3 separate regions of the Mus musculus genome follow, and all the other regions are linked to region 2. Evidence: chromatin contacts called from public HiChIP or PLAC-seq and Micro-C data. All regions are on one chromosome and are shown on one strand. Each heading gives the region's core, a stretch centred on a gene start, on an enhancer-like site or on the middle of the called end of the contact. The rest is flanking DNA. Distances are from core to core; before and after follow the strand shown.

Evidence for each region. Hi-C and Micro-C count contacts between places; a contact is called where the count stands out from the background. HiChIP or PLAC-seq counts read pairs in DNA pulled down with a chosen protein or histone mark.
Region 1: a contact with region 2 is called in a FOXA1 HiChIP or PLAC-seq map of pancreatic cancer cells. The contact joins the promoter of Muc1 here to the promoter of Arhgef11 in region 2. A contact is called at or near these places in 1 of 39 promoter capture datasets (pre-B cells) and 1 of 115 datasets of contacts at active chromatin or transcription factors (pancreatic cancer cells).
Region 3: a contact with region 2 is called in a Micro-C map of embryonic stem cells, with 5 times the contacts expected there. The contact joins the promoter of Mab21l2 here to the promoter of Arhgef11 in region 2. A contact is called at or near these places in 5 of 39 promoter capture datasets (cranial neural crest, hippocampal neurons, liver and 1 more) and 1 of 484 Hi-C or Micro-C datasets (embryonic stem cells).

The regions. Positions count from the first base shown.
Region 1 is chr3:89,227,443-89,230,772 of GRCm38.p6, forward strand. It overlaps Muc1 (mucin 1, transmembrane), which reads left to right and starts at 1,614. Exons shown (of 7, transcript NM_013605.2): 1 at 1,614-1,735; 2 at 2,469-3,330. The coding sequence starts at 1,678.
Region 2 is chr3:87,615,533-87,619,187 of GRCm38.p6, forward strand. It overlaps Arhgef11 (Rho guanine nucleotide exchange factor (GEF) 11), which reads left to right and starts at 2,027. Exons shown (of 40, transcript NM_001003912.2): 1 at 2,027-3,260. The coding sequence starts at 3,229.
Region 3 is chr3:86,546,874-86,550,614 of GRCm38.p6, forward strand. It overlaps Mab21l2 (mab-21-like 2), which reads right to left and starts at 1,410. Exons shown (of 1, transcript NM_011839.4): 1 at 1-1,410. The coding sequence starts at 818. All of the region lies in intron 40 of Lrba (LPS-responsive beige-like anchor), which reads left to right. It overlaps Gm31677 (a long non-coding RNA gene), which reads right to left. Exons shown (of 5, transcript XR_375777.3): 3 at 2,078-2,141.

The DNA.
Region 1 (3,330 bases), core at 364-2,863, 1.6 Mb after region 2:
CGCCATGGTGACGGGTGTCCCAGCAACCGAATTGAATGGCTGTTGCCTGGCAATCCTGGGAGTTGGGGTTTGGTGCCGCCCACCTAAATACTTGTGGGCGAACTGACGTAGGGCGGCTCCACTCCGCCCGGAGCAGGCCTGACAAAGCCTCTCAGAGGCGGGACACACGGCGGGAGCGTGGGACCCACGCCTCCGTTCCTGCACCTCCGAAATGTTTTTAAAGTATTAGTTTCCGTCTTGTATTCGTTGGGACTAAGAACTGTTTGCCTACTACAGTTGTAACTGCTCCTGCTGGTTTACTCCGCAACCTCCGCTTGCGGGATCCGGCCTGGCATCCTCAGTCCGCGCTACTGTGAACCCAAAGCCCTCCCCAAATTCAACTGTTTCTGCCCTTCAGAACACCTTTCGTTTCTCCCTAAACACACACACAAACACACGGGTTTGCCTTGTTTCGAGTGCTTGTTCGCCCCAAATATTCCTTTCCCAGATACATCTCAACGTTCTCATGTTCCACGATCGGCCCACCTACTTAATCTCTTCCTCCTCAATATCTAGCTACCTAGACATAACCCGTCCTACACCCCACCCCCCACCATTCAATGTCATCACACAACTTGATGCCCCCCCTTCCAGATACCTTGGGGCTCCAACCACTTTTACCCTACCCGCAAACACCATCCCCAGAAGTCTAGTAGCCCAATTAATGACCCTTGCTTCTCCCCTACAGTGTGCATTCTTTCCTATCTGTCCGAGGCATTGATTCTTTTCGCCAAGGCACAATTAACTTCCTTAAGTTAATCTGTCTCAACTTGGGCTGTGCTGCCAAACTATCGGCTGGTGCGAGTACGCCGCGCGACGCTCGCGGTGACCACTAGAGGGCAGGCGTTTCCGGATAGAAGGGCCGGTCAACCTGCCACTCAAGGTGGAGGGTTGGGTAGGAAGGACCTTAGGCTTCAGTGGAGCCCAAGTTTAGTCCTTTTTAAGTGGAAATTTCCCCCACCGCCTTTCTCGGGAGAAAGCCAAAGAGAGACCCAGGCTACTGGAAAGTCTGGCAGGGGCGGGGATTGTGGTTTTCAGAGTACCGGGAACGGCTAGAAGGGCGGGGCTGTTCCGGGAAGTGGCGGGGGGGGGGGGGGTTCGGGGAGGGAGACTAAAACTAGCGACCTGTCCACTATTATCCAGCCCCCTTATGTCCTCTCAACTTGTGAGAAGTGGTGTTCAAGGACCCGCAGAGAGAATAGGAAAAGGGATCGGGGGACCTAGGGATGGACTTCCCATGTCTTGCTGTCCAGGGCCTTTCTGTGTTTCCTTTCCTCTTCTTGGCGGTCACTCTGGGACTAAAACCAGAGCCAGGGGGCCCCAGGTTTCCTCCACATACACACCTGGGGTAGTCAAGGAGCGGTTGGTAAAAGTGGGAGGCCAGATGGAGAAAAAACAGGTTGTCATAAGGTTGAGTGATTGGAGCCCAAGTACCCTACACAGGAATGACTGGGGGGGAGGAGGAGGAAAAGAATAGGGGAGGGGGCGGAGTTTTGTTACCTGTCACCTGCTCTGACTGTGCCTAGGGCGGGAGGGGGACTGGTATAAAGCAGCAGGCACCAGCCCTGTTCCACCTCACACACGGAGCGCCAGCCTTGAGTTTGTTTTCTAGCCCCTTCCCGCCTGTTCACCACCACCATGACCCCGGGCATTCGGGCTCCTTTCTTCCTGCTGCTACTTCTAGCAAGTCTAAAAGGTGAGAGGCGCAAGGTGGGGAGGGGCTGCGCTGTTCAGGTGGGACTCCCAGTCTTTCTGTGGAGTTTGCTTACTGGTAGATTATGAGAGTCATAAATGGCCATCCATACAGGTATGGCCCAGTATGTGCCAGGGGGGAAAAGAGGCTAAGGAAGGAGGCTGAGAAGAGGTGACCCCTCAGGAGAGTGGGCACTATAGTAGGCAAATAATACTCTTTGTGGGGAGTAGAGAAGAGAGGCTGTGTCAGGAGAAGTAGCTCCGGAGTGGAAGAATGGGGCCGTGTGCAGTGGTTCCAGTCTATAGTTCCCACACCCTGGACGCTCAGGTTCACAGAGAGTTCAAGGCCAGCTTAGGCTACAGTATGAATACTTGTCTCAAGTAGAGGAATAAATGAGCCAGAAGCAGAGGTGAGACCTCTGCTTAGGGAGGGAGGCTGTCAGGATGAAGGCAAACCAGGGGCTACCTGATGCTAACATGATCCCCCTTCCTTCCCCGGTTACTTTGTTTTCAGAGTTTATATTTTTCTTCTTGCTCTGATTTTTATTCATCAACCCAGTAGGTTTTTTTTTTGTTGTTGTTGTTGTTTTGTTTTTTTTTTCTTCAACTTTGGCTCTAGCCGGAACTAAAACATCACACATGTTATCCAAAGCGACCCAGTGTCCAACTCTGTTGATTAGTGCTGCGCTGCTGTGAGCATAAAAACAGTTTACCCCTAATCTTCCACTCTGGTTCAGGTTTTCTTGCCCTTCCAAGTGAGGAAAACAGTGTCACCTCATCTCAGGACACCAGCAGTTCCTTAGCATCGACTACCACTCCAGTCCACAGCAGCAACTCAGACCCAGCCACCAGACCTCCAGGGGACTCCACCAGCTCTCCAGTCCAGAGTAGCACCTCTTCTCCAGCCACCAGAGCTCCTGAAGACTCTACCAGTACTGCAGTCCTCAGTGGCACCTCCTCCCCAGCCACCACAGCTCCAGTGAACTCCGCCAGCTCTCCAGTAGCCCATGGTGACACCTCTTCCCCAGCCACTAGCCTTTCAAAAGACTCCAACAGCTCTCCAGTAGTCCACAGTGGCACCTCTTCAGCTCCGGCCACCACAGCTCCAGTGGATTCCACCAGCTCTCCAGTAGTCCACGGTGGTACCTCGTCCCCAGCCACCAGCCCTCCAGGGGACTCCACCAGCTCTCCAGACCATAGTAGCACCTCTTCTCCAGCCACCAGAGCTCCCGAAGACTCTACCAGTACTGCAGTCCTCAGTGGCACCTCCTCCCCAGCCACCACAGCTCCAGTGGACTCCACCAGCTCTCCAGTAGCCCATGATGACACCTCTTCCCCAGCCACTAGCCTTTCAGAAGACTCCGCCAGCTCTCCAGTAGCCCACGGTGGCACCTCTTCTCCAGCCACCAGCCCTCTAAGGGACTCCACCAGTTCTCCAGTCCACAGTAGTGCCTCCATCCAAAACATCAAGACTACATCAGACTTAGCTAGCACTCCAGACCACAATGGCACCTCAGTCACAACTACCAGCTCTGCACTGGGCTCAGCCACCAGTCCAGACCACAGTGGTACCTCAACTACAACTAACAGCTCTGAATC
Region 2 (3,655 bases), core at 777-3,276:
GAATGGCTACTGGATTCTTATTTTGGCCCTCCATTGGTAAGACAGCTACTGTTGGACCACAACCAGTAAACCAGTCTAATAAATCCCATATGTGACTGCTCAGAGATTGTGGGCAGCCTGAGATACTTAGTGAAAACACTATCTCAAAACAAAGATACAAGCATCTGGAGATAAGGCTTAGTAAAAACATGCATGGCAAGTACAAGTTCAACCCTACTGTGTGACAGACATTTCCTGAGAAGATGTAACCAAGTATCTACCCACTCCAGAAAGGGACTAAGAGCAGAACACAGTATAGAGACCACCACAGTCCAATTTGGGGAACCAATGAGTCTTATTAGGGCTGCTTACAGAAACGTGGGTAGGGTCTTTCTTATAGGAACAGAAATGACTTAAAGACAGTAGCATCCCCAAAGAGCATCCCACCAAAGCTGGAAACCTGGAGCACACTGCACACTCTACAGCAGCTCACCATACTGTAGTGTTCTCTCTAGGTAGGTAGCTCAGTTGTTCTGAGCCTCTTCCAGGCTGCTTAGCTGGTCTTAAAGTTGGATTGTCTGAGGATGATTCTAAATCGTTCTTATTGATTACATATGCTTGGGGAGGGAGGGGTCTAGTGAATCTAGTCAGTTTCAGGAACCTTCTGAAGCTGTTTTGAGTTTGTACTTCCTGTCTGAAGGAGCTTCTCCACGGGATAGCATGTTTTACCTCTCCTTCGAACATTTTGCCTAAAAAATATGTTTCGCTTCCCTTTTCATATCCTATGTCTTATAGGATTTCTCTCCAAGAGAGAAGGTTCTGAGTGGAAACTGCTACCCAGCAACCCCCTAGAACACACATAAAGAGGCTGAGTTTGGGTGGCTGTGAACTTGCTCTCACAATGCTGAGAAGGGTAAGAGGGTGGCACTTACTCACCAGCCATTCTTGGCCTACTCAGCAAGCTGGGGCTGTGGAGAGAGACCAGGCTCCAGAGAAGGGGTGAGGTTGTTTGGCATTTGAGGAAGAATGCCACCCACACTTGTCCTCTGGGCTCCACAAGCACACCTGTGGAAGAGCGCAGCAATTGTTAAGGTTCAGATGGCAAGCACTCAGAAATTTCAAGAAGTTGTTTCAAGAGTCACAGTGCTGCTCCCCACGGTTATAGAAACAATATCAACTCCAATAGCTCTAGTGGTAGAGGTCAGTAGTCCACCGTCCTCATCCATGCGGAGATGGGTTTTTGCTGGTGCCTCTGCCTTTAGGGGTTTGTACTCCTAGAAGTAACCCCAATAAATCCACTGGCTGTTGAGAACAGGCTTCAGTAAAACTGTTGGTGCACTATCTAATGTTAACAGATGTCTGGTCTCACCAGGAAGTCACATATTACACACACACACACACAAAATAACAAAGTGTATTCATCAACCTGTACTGGAAAAGTCTCCTTTTTACTTCAATCTTTACTTCTGACTTCCGACAGTTACTTGAAGAGATTTAGAAACCGTGATTTCACGAAGGGGGTGTGTGTCATCGAAATAACATTGCCCTGCAAAGGCTTTTGCATTGAAATTAAAAGGCAGAGCCATACAAGATACCCAAGCTAAATCGAGTACAGCCGCGAGGGGAGAGACGGTGGGTGCTCAGAGGGGCGAGGGCACAGCTAAGAGGGTTCCTGGTAACTTGGAAAGGAGCGCGACAAATGAGTGAAAACGGGCAGAGGAGGACGGGACCGCAGCGAGAGCGCAGACAGAGGCGCGGCCAGCGGACACTGCGGAAACAAAGGTCGAGTCTCTGGGACAGCAGCACCGGGAGCAGCTAGGCCGCAGCGCGCGGACCGGGGGCGCGCGGGGCTGTGAAAGGGCGGGCGGCGCCAAGGAGGAGCCAGCGGCCGGCCCGGGCGAGCGGAGTCCGCCGTGGCGGGGCTGTGGCGAGGCGGGGCGAGGCGGGGCGGTGGCGGGGCGGGGCGGAGCGGGGGTGGGGCGGAGCCGGCCGGCGGCAGCGGGCTTGGCCTTAGCGAGCGAGCGCGCGCGGGGGCGGGGCCGGAAGCGCAGCGGCCGCGACGCGGACGCCGGGAGCGGCCGAGCGGGGAGGCTGTGGCTGGCGGGCGGGTGGGCACGGAGGCCGAGGCCGCGGCCCGGGCTCTCCGCGCCGCTGTGGAGGGCGCCCTGGCCCTAACCGAGCCGCAACAATACTAGGAGCGGGTCGCCGGACACGATCGGCGGGCGAGGGGGAAGCGGGACTACCGCTCCAGAGCGCTGCGGCGAGAGAGACTTTCGGAGCCTGGACGTGCTGGAGCACACAGAGCTGACTGAGGAAATTGTCTGAGAAAAAGGCCGATCTGAGGCTGGGTTAGGTGGAGGAACCTGCAAGTCGAAAGGGAAAAGAAGGTTTAAGATTTCCTGGGGGTTTGGCCAATGCTACCGTTTTGAAGGTAGAAAGCATTGCGCTTCAGGTGTTTTGTGATTGTTGTGTGTGTGTCTGCACAATTGGTTCATTTCAGAATTCAAAAACCTTTACTGTAGAAGAAGATGGTTGTTTTGTTTTGATTTTTAAAAGAAATCCGCAAATTTTGCTTCCCAGGGCTGCACTGGACCGTGTTGTGTACATACTGCTGTGTGGTTTTATTTATTTTAACTGTGCAAATCGTCTGGAAGATTTTTCTCCCAAGTGCCATTTCGGATTTGTTCAGCCTTTTTGTTTTGTTTTGTTTTGTTTTTGTTTTTCCTTCCCTGGAATAATTCTGCTGTTGGCATTTTAAGCATTTGGAAACCAGAGATTTTTTTTTTCAACCTTTGGAGCTTAAGGCTTCCCTGTCAACAGAAGGACAGCTGGGGAAACTGGATTGAAAGGATGGCTTTTATCTGTCTGCAACTAAGACTGATATTTTGAAGTCAGATTCTTTCTGTGGTTCAGTTTTTAGCCCGTAGGGCTAACCTTGAAGAGATTTGTGGTTAACAGTTTGGTTTCTAAGAAGGTCATAGTTTTTCCTCTCTTTTTTTCTTTTCATTTTCTTTTTTAAGACGAGGGAGGGGAAGGTTAAGGGTGAAGGAAGGAGGAGACCATGTTAACCGATAGAAGCAGAATAGCACTGCAGTTACCAGGGTCCTGACAGCTGGAAGAAACAAGGATTCAGTCTTCAACTTGGGAGGCCTTCCTCTCACCTTCCTTCAAAATTGCAAGGGACTCAGGCCTGATCAAGACGCCCAAAGAAACTACAGGATTCCAGAACTGTGGAGACACGGAGAAACCATGAGCATACGGTTGCCCCATAGTATAGACAGGTATGTTTAAATAATTGAGGATTTTTTTTTTCCAACACTTATTAAAATGACTGGGGGGGAAGTGTTGTGTTTGCCTGGCTGGGCTGTGGGATAGATAGGCTGTGGTCTATGAGGACTGTCAGTGTGTCAGTATATATGTTTCTGTACCCTCGGTGTGTGTTCATGTTCAAAATGTACCCCATAGTTGTGTGTCCTTTCTAACCAGTAAGCAGTGAGGCTGAGAGGAGGGGGTGATGCTTGCTGTGGCTTTTACCTTACACCAGGTATAAGGCTCACTCTGAGTCCCCCAGCTTGCTAGCCTAGGGATCAGGTTGGACCAAACCTGCTCATGTGAACCCACAGGGCTGAGTGGGGACTAGCTTTAGCTATCTGGGGAGGGTCGGGGGACGGCTGAC
Region 3 (3,741 bases), core at 160-2,659, 1.1 Mb before region 2:
TGGTAGTTATTGAGCGGCTGGCCAGGCAGCTCCAGGTGGCGGTCCCGCAGCGTCTTCAGCACCGAGAGGCACTTGTTTCTACAGCCGCCCATCAGCAAGCGGTTCTCCGCCTCACCGAACTGCAGCACCCAGGCGTCGCTTTCTGCGGAGCTCTGCTTGCCAGTCAGCGAGTAGCACTCCTTGGAGAGCAAGTTGAACCCTTCGGCCTTGACCTCCGCCACCCGATTGGGGCCGGGCCAGGGGATGTGGGGCATAGGCCACTGTGCCGCGCTGCGAGGCCAGATCCCGGTGCACTTGAACGCTGGGGTGATTTGCACCACGTAGCGCTCCCTGATGCGCAACTTGACCTCACTAGTGTCGGCGATCATCTTGACCACGTCCCGGTAGCTGCACTTGTCCACCGCCTGGGCTACTAGTGTCTGGAAACGCGAGCGGATCTTGCGCGCAGAAAGGTAGCCAGACGCTGTGATGAACTCGACCCAAAGAGACATGCTCCGCTTCCGCCCATCGCTTAGTTTGAGCACGGCACAGCCGGGCAGAGATCCGTCGTCCACGAAGTTGAAGACTCCCATCTGGTTGAGGTAGAGTACCACCTCGAACTCGGTGGGCGAGATTACCTCCAGCCCCTCGTAGCGGGCGTCAATCTCACTCAGAGAGCTGATGAAGCGGGGCTCTTGCACCTCCACTTCCTTTAGCACATCCGACACTACCTTGCAGACTTCTCGGATGGTCTTGGCGATCGCAGCCTTGCGCGCCTGGCAGCGCTCGGTGTAGTATTTATTGAGCTGGTAAACCAGCTTGGCCTGAGCGGCGATCATGTTGGGGCACAGGTCCGGGCTGTACACCGGCGTCTCGCAATACGTTGAGGGATCCAAGGCTCACGCACTGGTGGTGGCCCTGCGGCTGTGGAAAGGCGGTGCGTTCCCCCTGAAGCCCCAATTTCACTCTTGCTTTCCACCTGGGCTGACCGGCTGATGATATAGCCGGCTGGCCTTTTCTTTTCCCTCTTTGGAATTTTCTTTTCTTTCTTCCGCAGAAAATTAGAAATAATATTATTTAGGGGGGAAAGTACCTGCAAAAATAAAGACGAGCCTCTCCTTGTGCGGGAGAGATGGATGAAATCGTGAGAGAGAAAAAACTAGGTTACCAAGAGGCTAGGCTTAGATGTCCGCAGCAGCCACGATTGCCCAGATATCTGGAAATGAAGTCTTATAAGTGCCAAAGTAAATTTAAAAATAAGACAAAAACATTCAGTGGTTCATTCTGAAACTTCTCCCTCGATGGTTGGACGCCTTCGCTCAGCGTAGGTGATGCCTTCCTTACCCTCCCCCAAAAGGAAAGTGAAGGATGTAATTAATGCCCGGAGAGCAGCGAAGTACAGCTCAGGCCGCAGCGCACTCTGAGGTTTGCAGACGCCCCGCGCGGTCTCAGCGTGCTAGTCTCCTCTCTTCTCAGGGGGTTGTGTCGTAGCAGTTTTCCTGGCTTCCTACTGGAGGCGTTGTTTGGATTGGGTTGGTTTGTTTGTGGTGGGTTCTTCCTGCCTTTCTCTAGGTGCAAACTGCTGCAAGTTGTTTGATATTCTTTTCTGCCTCGTTATTTATACTTTTGGCCCTAGCAAAATCTATTTTAGTGTGACTAAATCGTTGCTTACGTTGTATCTGGTGTGCAGGTCTAAGGAGTCCGGGTTTTTCCTCTCCTCTGGGTTGCGTTTGCAGTCTCTACCTCATCCCCCTGTCCTCTGATACCTGCCCCCCACACTTCTCTCTCTCTCTCTCTCTCTCTCTCTCTCTCTCTCTCTCTCTCTCTCTCTCTCTCTCTCTCTCTCTCTCCTTAGTTTATGAATGGTTCTGGGCCACCGTGAAGGGGTGGAGCTTCAGTTCCTACAATCCCTATGCAAGCTGTCAGTGCTTTAGCCAATCCGAGAGAAAGAGAGAGAGAGGACAAGCTTGGGACCTCAGCAGCCACCACACTGCACTTGATAAAGGGGGCGTGGGGGGTGAGAAAATGGGACTAGACAGAAGCCAAATGCTCTCACTCGTTTCATAGTCCCATTTTCTTTTTTATCCTCTTTTCTTACCGTTGCAGTGAGGAGGAGAGTCTTCATAGAAGGGATTCTTCTCTGGGTATGGCTGGATCAATTCCTGCAAAGTAGTAGTGCTTTCAGTGAGCTTCACTTTTGGTTTTAAGTCTCTGAACATTCTGCAGAAGGTGCAGACTCTAACAAACTGTCTTTGGCTTGAAGGCAAATGAGAGCAGGAAGGGGAGCTTAAGAAAGGACTTAAATTTTGTAGTCCCCCCCCCCTTCTCTTTCCCTCCCATCCCATTGTTGCCAAGAGCTGGAGAATTGCTGTGTATGTGTAAAGGAGGGGATAGGATGACAGTCTATAACCATAAATCTCTTGTTAGTAATTTCCATATGCTGTTAAAAATACAGAACAGGACAAAAACTACTCCAGATATGTTTTTGATCCTTATTTCATAATTTAGATTTAGCTATCTTTGTGTCATTATTTTACTCTTATAGGAATTTACCAATAACTAGAGAGAAAATATGTGAGTTTTGAGAAACTGTAAGTTTATATATTAGCATACATTACTTGGTTATACTTGCTGATTGAAATAAGCTACCAAAATAGTTTAGACTTAAATTAAAATGAAGGAAAAAAATGAGCCTGAATTCAGGTTTTCTTAATTTTTTAAATACTGTGACGTTAATTGTGAACATATTCTTGGGCAGTACTGGTTTAGAATAATTTTATTTTCATAATTGATTCTTGCTTTTAAAGGAGTTGACTGGGATAAAAATCTATAACTTTACTGTTATTGATTACCCAGATGGCCTTCCTCCTCCCCTGCATCCCACTAAAACTCAGTCGCTCTTGTTCCTTAGAATATGTGTTATCCTTAACAAGCTGTGTGATTGCTGCCTCGTAGGACTTTTGGAAAAACAAGGGCTGCAGCAAGGTGATTCACTTGCTACTGGGAGTTTATCTCAGAATTTAAGATGCCAGGGCTCTCAGTTGTTTTAATACACTCAGGTAGTTAAGGGCTATTTTTAGGTTGATTTGGCAGATAATATTTAAGCCGTGGGTTATGCATAGGGAAAATAAAATCTTTAGCCCGTTTTTTTTTTTTTTTAAAAAGCTGTGTATAACTTTTGTAAAACCCCGTAGGAGAGCTTGACTTGCATTTTTTGAAACCTACCAGAACCTGAATTCAGTTGCTACCGAGAGAGCTAATGTTTCTTTCTACTGGGCATGAGATGCTTGGATCCCTACCCCTTCATTCGTTCTTAGTCTTTGGTGGTCCGGAGGGCTGGAGACTTGACCCGCCTCCACCTTGATGCTAAAGCTCCTTTCTAAAGAGTATTTGGGTTTTTCTTTTTTAAACCAAGCGGGATTTATCGCTTGGGGGCCGTTTTAAGTAGCGAGGAGTTGGGAAGAACCTTGCAAAGTAAGCATCAGAGAGCCTCTGGGACAGTAGTTTCATGGGCGTTCCTAAGAGTGAATGCACTACTAGGCGGCTAGCTGCGGCCAGCGGTTTCCCGCTGGTCAGGGAGGCTTTGGTGCTGCAGGACCCAGACCATGCCATGTAGCCGGGTAACTAGTGCGTTCTATAGTCCCTGCCTTGGAGGTGTTACAGGCCAGAGGGGTGTACTCCCGTGGAGTATGGGACCACAGGGAAAAGAAGCTTGGAACAAATCCCACAGGCAGTGCTGGGCGGGCGGGGACTGGTGGCAAG